Linked DNA regions of Anser cygnoides: region 1 is linked to region 2. A link is a contact called in public Hi-C data. All regions are on one chromosome and are shown on one strand. The core of a region is the stretch at or near the end of the contact, and the rest is flanking DNA. Distances in the headings are between cores, read along the strand shown.

The links. Hi-C and Micro-C count contacts between places; a contact is called where the count stands out from the background.
Region 1: a Hi-C map of liver shows a contact between it and region 2, with 1.8 times the contacts expected there. The contact joins the promoter of NFKBIA here to the promoter of CHKA in region 2. A contact is called at or near these places in 2 of 7 Hi-C or Micro-C datasets (both in liver).

What each region holds. Positions count from the first base shown.
Region 1 is chr5:40,400,422-40,403,550 of Taihu_goose_T2T_genome, reverse strand. It overlaps NFKBIA (NFKB inhibitor alpha), which reads left to right and starts at 1,732. Exons shown (of 6, transcript XM_048059840.2): 1 at 1,732-2,170; 2 at 2,480-2,588; 3 at 3,075-3,129. The coding sequence starts at 1,779.
Region 2 is chr5:39,980,251-39,983,286 of Taihu_goose_T2T_genome, reverse strand. It overlaps CHKA (choline kinase alpha), which reads right to left and starts at 1,759. Exons shown (of 11, transcript XM_048059721.2): 1 at 1,302-1,759. The coding sequence starts at 1,627.

The sequences.
Region 1 (3,129 bases), core at 483-2,982, 420 kb before region 2:
CGGCCAAGCACCCGGGCACCGCGGCCCCGTGCAGCAGAGGCTGGTGCTGCATCTGCCGGGGCAGGAAGTGGGCTGATCTTTCCATCCAGAAATCATTTTCCATCTCCTTTCCGCCACCTACAACTGGCTGAAGCACCGCAGCGTTCAGATGTACACAAAATGAGAGCATCTCAGCTCGCGTGCCTCCAAAAAGAGGTTTCTGCTGGCAAACACTTTCCAAAAATAGCCCCGAGGTTGCCTGTGACAGCAGCTGGAAGTCACTCGCAGAGGCAAAGAACTTGTTTTGCTGAACTCGGTTTCCAGCCATCGCAACGAGGACGGGAAGTTTGCAAGTTTAATTTCTGCGTGGCTCTGGCGAAGCCCCACCGGGAGGCAGCTCGGTTCTTGCTGGGCTCGGTGCCCCTGCTACTCGGATCAGGAGCTTGCTTTCCAGCTCCCCTCCTTGCTTTTGCACAGAGGCAGGTGGGAGGAGAATCATTTGTTAATTAAATTTCCCCTGCCAATTTACATTAAAAAGGGGAAACTCTTTCAAGAAGCTCACAAAACTTTCATAACCCTTAACCTATAAAAGAAAGAGCTGCACGGCTTTTCTAAACCTGCCCAAAAGCACCACCGGGTTGTCCCAGGCCCAGAGATGAATAATGAAAAAAAGCCCAGGAATGGTACGGCTGGGCTGAAAATCAGAAACATCTGTTTACGGAAAGCCAGGCGTCTTCCCTCTCCTCTGGCTCCCCCTTTCATCTTCGGATTTTCTCACAAGTCCTTTTTTTCAAAGGGACACCATCCCATGGGAAAATGGCAAAAGCCAAAAAACTCTCAGACACTGTTAGTCAGCGAGGCCAGCAAGAGTTGCAAGAGAAGAAAAATTCTTAATGGGAATCCCCCACATCTGAGAAGCGGCAGCAAAATTCACCAGGGAAAAATTCAGCATCGTCAACCTCACAGGCGTCTTTTATCCATGTGGGAGCCCGCGTCTATCCTGTTCTCCCTACGCACGGATGGGAGGACATCGGTAATGAGGAGCAGGGAGTAACTAAAATGGATGCAGAGAGTAAGGGTACTGGGAGAAGGTACCGCTTCTCGGGAAACAAAGTTCCTGTGTGTACGGTCTGAGGGGTTCTGTTTAGCCTTTGACACGGCCTGGACGTACAGAGTGGAGCAGGGATCCTCCCGCCTGCTCCTAATCCCGTGAGCAATTCCACCGCAGAGGTGTGAGGTCCCTCAGGTGCTGTGTGGTACCCGCACACCTGCAGGCTCCGCAATGTGTAACACCAGCCGTGCGCAGCATCTGAGTCTCTCCAAAGCCTGGCACCCCCCAGTAAGTAAATAATTAGCATCACGGTGACCCGATCCAGGCTTTGGGACACGGGGTGCAGAAGCGGCCCCACGCCGCAGCCCAAGCTCCCCTCCTGCGTCCCCCAAAGCCCCGTTTGGCCTCCGGGGGAGGGCCGAGGAGCCGGGGGGCTGCCTGCAGCGGGCAGCGGGCCCCGCGGGGAAGCCCCCGGGGCGGCCGGGCGGCGGCGTCCCCCCGCGGGGCTCCGAGTACTTCCCCGCCGCGGGCAGGGCAGGGCCGGGCAGGGAGGGCGCAGGGAATTCCGCCCTGCCGGGCCGCGCCGCGCCGAGCCGGGCCGGCCCCCTTCCCTCCCTCCCTCCCTCCCCACCCCGTCGCCGCCCCTGGCGCCGAGCAGGACCGGACTCGCCCGGCGAGGCCTTGAGAGGCTGGAAATTCCCGCGGCGGCGGCTCCTCCCCCGCAGAAATCCCCTCCGCCGCCGTGTATATGCGGCGCGCCGCCGCCGCCGCCGCTCACTCGCGGATGCCCGCCCGGTCGGCAGCGCCAGCCCCGCTCCGCGCCCCGCTCCCGGCCCCGCTCCCGGCCCCGCCAGCCGCCCTCGGAGCCGCGGCGCCCCGCCGCCCTCAGAGCCCCGCCGCCATGATCAGCGCCCGCCTCGCCGCCGAGCCGCCCGCCGCGGAGGGCTGCGAGCCGCCCCGCAAGGAGCGGGCGGCCGGGCTGCTGCCGCCCGACGACCGCCACGACAGCGGGCTGGACTCCATGAAGGAGGAGGAGTACCGGCAGCTGGTGCGGGAGCTGGAGGACATCCGCCTGCAGCCCCGCGAGCCGCCCGCCCGCCCGCACGGCTGGGCGCAGCAGCTCACCGAGGACGGGGACACGTAAGTCGGGGCCGGGGCCGCGGGGAGGCCGGGGCCGGGACGGGAACGGGGCCGGGGCCGCCGTCGGGGAGGCGCCGGGCGGGGAGCGGAGCGCGGAAAGTCCCTGGAGCGGCGCCAGGGAGAGGCGGCTCCCGCTGCCGTCGGAAAGCCCCGGCCGCCGAAAGCCCCGGCTTTCGAAACCCGCACATGACTGAGGCCGTGGCCCGGGCACCTCGTCACCCGTGTTCCCGCCGGGGGGACTGGGGCTTTCGCGTAGCTCGGCTAATTTTTCTTTTGTTCTCTCTTTTTTTTTTTTTTTTTTGGATGCAGTTTTCTCCACTTGGCGATTATCCACGAAGAAAAAGCCCTCAGCCTGGAGGTGATCCGGCAGACCAGCGGGGACCGTGCCTTCCTGAATTTCCAGAACAACCTCAGCCAGGTACTTTCACCTCGGCACCCCGGGGCCCGGATCAACCCCCACCGCCCCCACAAAAGCCCTGTGGGGAATTCCCAAGGAAAAATCGCTTTTTTAATTCAGTGGATATTAAATCAAAGCCTCCGTTCAGGAAAGCACCCGAATGACTCCGACCGGTGTTGGTGCAACACTTTGCCTCCCCGGCAGCGGCCTCTTACTTACCGCCCCCATTTTTCAAATATGATGCAATGGGTTGCACCCCTCCTCGCTGGGATGTTAATGATACCCTTCTTACGGATTGCATGTCTGGTATCTGGAGAGCCCCGAGTTCATTGCTTCCAGACTAACGAGCAGCTCTGCACTATGTCAGGAAGCGTAACGAACTGACTTTGTGGGGTGTGTTTTCAGCTGGGCAGAAATCCCCAAGCGACTGCAGGGTTTGTGTGTTCAGGCACTGCTGCCACGTCCGCTGTGTAACTTACAGGTTTCTCTTTTCTCTTTTGCCTGCAGACTCCCCTTCACCTGGCAGTGATCACTGATCAGCCCGAAATCGCTGAGCACCTCC
Region 2 (3,036 bases), core at 510-3,009:
AAGGCTTTTGCGAAAATAAATGCAACTGCCAATTCCCATGATCTAACACATTCTTTAAGTTCTGCCCATCCTCTCTTCCTCCCAGTCAGAAGATACCAAGCGATTTCTCAAGAAGTATTTTAGAGGGGAAGTTTCCAAGAAACACAGGAATAACTGTGCTAAAACCTAAGGCTTTAGAAATTAAGTACTGGAGTCAGCAGTACAGACTACTAAGGATGAAAAACAGAATCAAGCAAATTAGATTCCAGAAATAACAGTGTAGTCATTTCTGTAGCCTAGGAACGCTGCCTAGGAACAGTGTCACTTCTTCTCAAGATTCGCTCCCTTTAACAACTTACTACATCATTAGCATTGTCAAGTGAGCAAAAGTACTTTACAAGTAGACTTTCATTACTGACTCTTAAGGAGTTAATCATGCTCACATGTATATCTGAGATCTTCACCAACAGTTTTATACTTCCTTTTATCATCACTAACCAGGGGGGTATTTGCATGTATTTCACGAATCAACAGAAGGATAGACGTTAGGATAATTAGGAAAGCCATATATTTAGAAGCATAAGTGATCAGAAAAGCAAACTCAGTGAGTCAAGGTGAATAATGGACAAGTGTGTACTTTAAAACCACAGATGTTTGATCAGGTGGGATGACTGAGCATCGAGACACCACACACGGCCTGTAAGTGAAACCCTGAACTAGCAGCGGCTGGACGAGCATACAGGGCAGCCACACAAAGAGACGATGCAATTCCGCAAGAAAAAAGGCGAGGATCCTCCACACATCACTCAGGGCTTCCACAACACCCCCACCTCACACCCGTGGGCTGCCAAAACCCAGTCTCCTACAGGCTGTCAGCGCGCTGAGTCACCAGCAGCGCTTGGTACGGCCAGAGATGCTCCCCACCTCCGACACGCGGCATCCAGCCGCTGATTTCTGCGGCTCTGGGCATCCTCAGAGGCTCTTCTCGCCCGGGGGAGCCCGGCTGGGGGCACACAGCGGCTCCCCATCCACCCCCCCCCCCAGATGGCGGCGGAGGATGCAGCGAGGCTGGGGCTTTCCAAGTGTCCGCACCCTCCCCCGCGGCGCGATGGAAGCGGCCGGACCCCAGCGCTCCCTGCCCTCCTCGGACCCCACCATTACCCGCCGCGGGGGGGGGGAGCGCACCACAAGCACAGGGAAATAGCGTGGGGGGGGTTGAGGGGCGTGCCCGCAGCGCCCGGGGGAGCGCGGCGTGGGGCGCGGAGAGGCGAATTTAGGGAAATTGAATGAAAATAAAGCAAAAAGGCGGCCCCGGCACTGACCTGATGGGGTCGATGCGCAGCTGCTCCTCCCGCAGCCCCCGCCAGGCGCCGGGCAGGAACTCCTTGCACCACAGATAGGCCCTGCGCCGTGTGCGGGGGTCGAGCGGCGGCTCCTCCTCGCGGGCCGGCGGGGGCAGCAGGGAGGAAGGCGGCGGGACGGGCTCCTTCCCCTCGGGCTCGGCGTGAGGGAGAGCCGAAGGGGGCTGCCCACCCCCACCGGCGGGGAGACCACCACCGCCCCCGCCGCCGGCAGAACCGGGGCTGCAGCCGAGGAGGAGCCCGAGCGGGGACGGGTCGGCGTCGCCGTTACAGAATTTGGTCTTCATGGTGCTAGCGCGGGGAAAGGGCGGTGAGGCGGCCGTTAGGGCGATATGCGGACGGGCGCGGCGGTGCTCTCCCTGCTCCCCCCCGCCTCACACCTCCAGTGCCAGCCGCGAATGAGCCGCGCGGCCGCTTCCAGCCCCCTTTTATAGGCGGCGCGGCGTGAGGCCCCGCCCACCTCGCGCTTTTTCTCTGCGTTCTGATTGGCTGAAAGGGGGAGAAGGGGGTGCGCGCCTTCTCTAGGCTTCCGGACGGCCAACCTTACTGGGGGGGGGAAAGGGGAACATTGATTGGTCGTTGTCATGGTGATGGGCGAGCCCACCTCAGGGTGTGTGGGGGGTGCAGAGCAAGGTGACTCGCCCCTCCCACCGCCCCCCTCCCCACTCAATGGTCGCGGCCCCGGCCGCCTCAGGGAGGGGTAAAAAAATCCCCCGGAGGGCCGGGGGAGCTGCGGGGAAATAAATTGGCGTCACGTGCGGCTCTTTTGGGCTGTTCCTTGGCTAATCGTGGCCGTGGGGAGCCCCGCTTCCCTGGGGGTGGAACGGTGCCCTGTGTGATGTGTGAAAACCTCTCGTCGTATAGCTGTGAAGCAATAAATCACCTTTAAACCTCGAGCTGCTTCTGCGTTTCCTTGATTTTTCTTTTCCCCTCTTGGTTATTCTCCCTCCCTTGATGGCCTTCTGCTGTACGGAAGAGGAGCTTGCGGGCTCTTCTAATAACAATTGCCGTTATTTTGTAGGTGGTTGGTGAAACGGGATTTTGGGGTTGTGGGGGAGGCTGTGGCATGCTCCTTCCCTCATCCCTCCCCGAACTATTTCTCATTTTGTCTCCGTGCGTCACTGTGGCACTCCAATGCTGGAAAGCCCCCAAATAGCCCAGGGTTTGGGTTTGTTTTGAGAAGTGGCAGGGCAGCTCCAGAACTGGCTTCATAACTGCTTTACGCTTGCAAAGTGGCTTCAGCACTGCTGACGCTGCCACGGCTGAGGCATACCAGGCCCTAGTTTACAGGAAGAGTGAGGTATGGGTCAGGGATGCCAAACTGGAACAGAAGATTCCTTTTTCTTCCTTTTATGCCTGAGCTTTTCATGTGGAAATAAAATCCCTTAATCAGAGCATGGCTTAGGGTGCTGGAGAGGGAAGATGCAGTGGCTGCTGGACATGGCAACTTAGGGCTGTGGGGAAACCCCTTCTTTTGCAGGCCCCTGTTGAAGTAGCTGAAGACTCTTTGAATAGTTAAATATCAAAAAACAAAACCAAAAACCAGTTCTACAGATGGAAAGCTCATTCTGCAACAACAACCAGTGATTTCTGCACATGCAGGAAGAAGCAGAAAATAAGAGAAAATTTTGCCTTTCAAACTGTCCTTTCTGTTTCCACATGCTTGACCTTCACACTACTTTCTTGCAGCATTGGT